2 separate regions of the Sus scrofa genome follow, and region 2 is linked to region 1. The links are chromatin contacts, called in public HiChIP or PLAC-seq maps. All regions are on one chromosome and are shown on one strand. Each heading gives the region's core, a stretch centred on a gene start, on an enhancer-like site or on the middle of the called end of the contact. The rest is flanking DNA. Distances are from core to core; before and after follow the strand shown.

Region 1 (2,700 bases), core at 46-2,545:
CATGCCGTGAACCCTTAGAGAACCTGCTTGGAAATTATCCAATTTCTTTAGGTAATTTCAACATCAGTGACTGAGCAGAGGTTAAAAAAAAAAAAAAAAAAAAAGGACAAAGTCATATGACTGTTCATTTTGCTACTTAGATTAAAAGGTTGGGTAAGAACAGCCTAGGCAAATGGATAAATAAAATAAATTTCAAGGAGTGGTTCCTATTGCCCTATCCACTCCTCATTCTCTTTCCTCCTTTTTATAAAAATGGCAAATCTTTTTCTGGTGTGCCCATGGCTCCTAACCCTTTCATGGGGTCAGTGAGGATTGGAAGCCCTGCGATTATCCGTTTCAGAGATTCAAATACGTACAGCACGAGCTAACTGGAGGCCTAGGGGTTAAGAACCTGGTGTTGTCACTGCTGTGGCCATGGTTGGTTTGATCCCTGGCCTGGGAAATTCTGCATGCCACAAACAGCCATAAATAAATGAAAAGAAAAAAACAAACATGCACACCAAGCACCGACAGAAGAATGCACAAATCCTTCTCTCTGACACACCTACAACCACACTACTTTTTGCATTTTCATTTACCCTTAGTTTTTGCTTATGAAATGGATGCATAATTTTCAAACAGTACAGAAATATATATTGGAATAGAGAGTGCAAGTTGCTAGTAATTCTGTCCTTCAAAGCGAAGAATGTTGTTTCCCTACCATTTTTCAAATTTAGGAATAAACTGCTGGGCTAAATAATATCAAACAAGTTTGAAACAGTTAGGTTTCTGTGGCTGTTTCTCAATGAACAGACACTAAAAACACAAATGCTAACATTAGGAGACCCACGGATTTTTGAGGTTAAAAATGGATCCCTGCACTTGGGAAGACTGGGAATTTCTGCTTTTGCTTAAATTTTGCAGCGAAGGGCCGAGTCAAAGTTAGGTCCTTGTCCGCAAGGAAGCAACTCGGGCAGTTACAACACTCCGAGGGGGCGGTTCTGGGAGGTCAGGTGCTGTGAGGAGGGGGCGGCAGTGAGTGACAGCCACCGCCTCCCACACACCCTCTGCACTTTAGTAAACAAGCAGACCTCAGCCGGCGGTCTGCAAATGAGGGAAGAGTATGGGGGCGGGGCCAGGGCTCAGGCGCTGAGCGTCCCAGAAAGTCTCCTATTGGTGTTTCTCAAAGGGCGGAGAACCTGGGAGTTCCGATTGGTCCACTTTCCCGGATTGACGGCCTAGGTACTGCGCGGGCCGCGCCTCTCGAGGTCGCGCTCCTCCCCTTGTGGGTAGGGGCCCGCCCCAAGCGGCAGAGCGCGTGCGCGTGCGGCCACACGCCGCAGCTGAGCCCGCCCGCCGCACCACGCACCCTAGCAGTCAGTGGGTGAGCCGGGAGCCGAGGAGGTCACCGTGGGGAGGCGGGGCGGGGGCAGCATGGCAGCCTCCTTACGGCTCCGTGGAGCCGCCTCTGGCCTCCTGTACTGGAGCCGCCGGCAGCGGCCGGCAGCGGCCAGCCTTGTAGCGGGTAAGGACCTCGTGTCACCTTCCCCCGACCCTCCTCCGGCCGCCGGCTTCCCGCGCCCGGACGGCCAAAGAGGTCTTTTCACCAGAGGCGCTGCGGTTGGGTTGGGGCTTAAAACTCAACATTTTTGCTGGTGCTAAGGCCTGGCCTCTTCTGCGTTTGAGGCTCGCAGCGCTACTGCTTCTCCCCTGCCCTCCCCACCCCGGATCCACTTGTATGGGGCTCAGCGTACTTTCGGGACTTAGGAAGGGATGGAGAGAGCTTGGGGTAAAGAGTATTTGGGTCCGACTCATGCTTCTTTGGATTTAAGACTTTGAGGACAATCCGAAGGCCCAGCCCCAGGGGAGACCCTGCAATCACCCGAGTGACCCCTGGCCTTGCGGCGCAGGTTGGCTTTTGAGCGCCCCCGGGGCACTCTCCACCCTAGGTGGGCGCGCCCTCCGGCCACAGGACTTGATTTTTGTTTAAATGCCTTAATCATTACAGGTGTTTTTACTCCTGTGGACTCTATAAAACCCGGGTGATCAGTCTTTGCAGCACAGTTTTAAGTCACCGTTGGCTGGCAAGGCGAGCTTTCCCCTACTTCCCTTGTGTAACTGCTACCTGAAGATGGCACTTCTGTCAAATAATTAACCGGAGTATTTTCAACGTCCTCAAAATTGTGACCTGAACCTATCCTGTTTCCCTTCTCTCCCCCACCCCCCATACCCCTAGAAGTTACGGAGGCTAACCATCAGTTTAGGAAGAAGCAGTTTTTAGATCTACAGAGATCTAATAATCTTGCATTTCTCAGATGAGAGAACCCGAAGCCCCTTGGATAAGCGAATTAGGATAGTACAGCAGGACCGATTCCTGCACTTTATACCACAGCTGGATTCCTCTTTAATTGAAAAATCGGTTGATTTGTGGGGATACCGCTCTTGTCTGCCTGTACAAGTTTTATTGTTTTAACAATGCACTGTTTAGCGTGCTCATATTTGGGATTTTGGGGAAAGATCTGGTATTAATTTTTTCCGATATTTGCTTTAAAAATGTAGCAGACTGGGAGTTGCGTTCCTAACAGCTTCTCTTCCTCCTCCTTGCTAAAAACCTAAGCAGAAGAGTGAATTTCCTTTTTTGCCTTGAAAAGGGAAAACTCCATGTGATGAGAAAGAACAGATGTCTGATACAGAATCATAGGAATAAGATACAAACTCAAA
Region 2 (2,700 bases), core at 149-2,648, 93 kb before region 1:
ATTTACTTAACCTCTCCAAGCCCCAGTTTCTTATCTGTAAAAGAGATATGAAGCCAACCATCTCAAAGTTCTTAAGTACCAAGGATAATGTAGTTATACTATCTTGCCCACTATCTGACAAATAATGTGTTCAGTGTTCGTACTGTCTTTCCTCAGCTCAATTGTTACCCTCTTTTAAATTCTGCTGGATTATCCTAGATCAAATTTAATCTTTACCTCCTCTCCAAAGCTCCTATGGTATTTTTTAATATTAAAAAAACAAAAACAATAACATACCTCAGTGTTCCCGTTGTGGTGCAGTAGTTAACAAATCCTATTAGTATCCATGAGGACAAGAGTTTGATCCCTGGCCTCGCTCAGTGGGTTAAGGATCCAGTGTTGCCATGAGCTATGCTGTAGGTCACAGACACAGCTCGCATCCCACATTGCTGTGGCCATGGTGTAGGCCAGCAGCTATAGCTCTGATTCGACCCTCAGCCTGGAAACTTCCATATGCTGCGGGTGGTATGCCTCCCCCACACCCACCGCCCACCAAAAAAAGATAGCTGACCTTTCTCCAAAGAAGGAAGGAGGCAGAGAAAATATAAGATAAGCCTAAAATATCTTGTCATACTTGAAATAATAAAGAAGTTCTCAAAAAGGAATGTGTTGGGGGGCTGGAGGGAGACGACAAAAAAGCACAGGAGCCCATCTGATGGAGCTCCCAATAACCAAAGAAAGCTAAAACAATTCTAGCAACAACAACAAAAAAGTATGTTAACATTAGATATTATTCAACACAAGAAAATAAACATGCATGAATCCATGGAGAAGGGGACAACTCTTCCTAACATCATAATTCCAAGTAATAATGTGCAAAAAATAAGAACAGAAAAGCACTTCGGCAAACACAGTTATAACTGTTGTAGGCAAGGTCCACCTAAAGGATACTACAACTAGTGGGTTAAAAAGTTTGAGGAGAAACAAAGAAACCCTTAATCTCAAGATTGCGCCCCATAATATTTATTAAATCACAAACAGAACATACTAACTTTATAGGAGAAACCCAGCAGACACTGCCTTAACCAAGTGATCAAGATTAATACTGCTAAGAATAAAACATAAAGACATCAAGTACTCCCTGACACAATGTACTGAAAAGAACACATCACTTCTATGGTACTCTTCCTGAAAATGTATAGCCTCAATCTAATCAAGAGAAACTGTCAGAAAAACTCAAAATGAGGAACAAGCTACCAAAATAAAATGAAACTGAACAGTATTTGTCAAGAATGTAAAAGCCATGAGGAGTTCCCTTGTGACTCAGTGGGTTAAGGATCCACCATTGTCACTGCAGCAGTTTGGGTCACTGCCCTGCATTAATTCAATCCCTGGCCTGGGAACTTCCATATGCTGCGGGTGTGACCAAAAAGGAAAAAAATAAAAAGGTCAACAAAGACAAGGACAGAATGAGGAACTATCACACACTGGAGAAAACTAGGAAGTTATGACAATAAAATTTGGATTCAGGAACAGAAAAAAGAACACTACTGGAAACACTAGTGAAATCTGAATAAATAAGGTTTGTACTTTAGTCAACAGCACTGTACTAATGTTAAATTCCTGGTTTTTTAAATATACTACAGTTATGCAACATGTTAACATTAACAGAAGCTAAGTGAAGGGTAGACGAAAATTCTGTATACTATTTTTGCAAGTTTACATCTAAAATTATTTCAAAATACAAAGTATTTTTAAAAACACAGAGGTATACCTAGCAATCTATTTTTTTGTTTTTGTTTTTGCTTTTTAGGGCTGCACATGGCATATGGAAGTTCCCAGGCTGGAGGTCTAATTGGAGCTGCAGCTGCCAGCCTAAAACACAGCAACTCAGGCTCCAAGCCACGTCTGCAACCTAAACCACAGCTAAAGACAACACCGGATCCCTGACCCACTGAATGAGGCCAGGGATGGAACCCACAACCTCATGGATACCAGTGGGACTTGTTTCCAATGCACCACAATGGGAACTCCTAGCAATATATTTTTTAAAGCTTTTTAAAAACCCCACCCTCCTATTATTCTACTACTAAATTAATTAATCCATGGCTGAGTAACTTTGCAAATGGCCACTACACTTATAATTAAAAAAAAAAAAAAAGTCTAAGTTTAAATAGAAAACAAAAATACAGAGTTCCAAATTTCCATCATGGCTCAGTGGTAACAAGCCTGTCTAGTATCCATGAGGACTCGGGTTCGATCCCTGTGGGATCACTCAGTGCATTAAGGATCAGTGTTACTGTGAGCTGTGGTGTAGGTCACACATGCAGCTCAGATCTGGCATTGATTCAGCTGTGGCGTATGCCGGCAGCTGCAACTCCGATTCAACCCATAGCCTGAGAACCTCCATATGCCAGGGGTGCAGCCCTAAAATGACAAAAGAAAAAAAGAAAAACAAAAATATAGCTTGACTAATAAGCTCTCATATCATGATACTGAAAAGTCTACAAACTAAATACTCAAGGTCTGATTTTTTTTTTTTTTTTTTTTTGCATTTTAGGGCCGCACTTACGGCACATGGAGGTTCTCAGGCCAGGGGTCAAATCAGAGCTGTAGCTGCCAGCCTACGCCACAGCCACAACAACGGCCACAGCCACAACAACGCGGGACCCAAGCCACATCTGCAACCTACACCACAGCTCACAGCAATGCCGGATCCTT

What was found. HiChIP or PLAC-seq counts read pairs in DNA pulled down with a chosen protein or histone mark.
Region 2: a contact with region 1 is called in an H3K27ac HiChIP or PLAC-seq map of alveolar macrophages. The contact joins the enhancer-like site here to the promoter of HIBADH in region 1. A contact is called at or near these places in 1 of 5 promoter capture datasets (liver), 5 of 47 Hi-C or Micro-C datasets (alveolar macrophages, embryonic fibroblasts, heart right ventricle and 1 more) and 1 of 2 datasets of contacts at active chromatin or transcription factors (alveolar macrophages).

Annotation. Positions count from the first base shown.
Region 1 is chr18:44,984,115-44,986,814 of Sscrofa11.1, forward strand. It overlaps HIBADH (3-hydroxyisobutyrate dehydrogenase, mitochondrial), which reads left to right and starts at 1,296. Exons shown (of 8, transcript XM_021079217.1): 1 at 1,296-1,504. The coding sequence starts at 1,414.
Region 2 is chr18:44,891,438-44,894,137 of Sscrofa11.1, forward strand. The region is part of intron 3 of TAX1BP1 (tax1-binding protein 1); the gene reads right to left. Among named protein-coding and RNA genes, the nearest start is that of TAX1BP1, 17 kb to the right of the region's middle. Within about 2 kb of position 1,399, at least 2 of the 83 cell types and tissues checked have an H3K27ac peak or open chromatin away from gene starts, as enhancers often do. A contact at or near this core is called in alveolar macrophages, where this site is marked.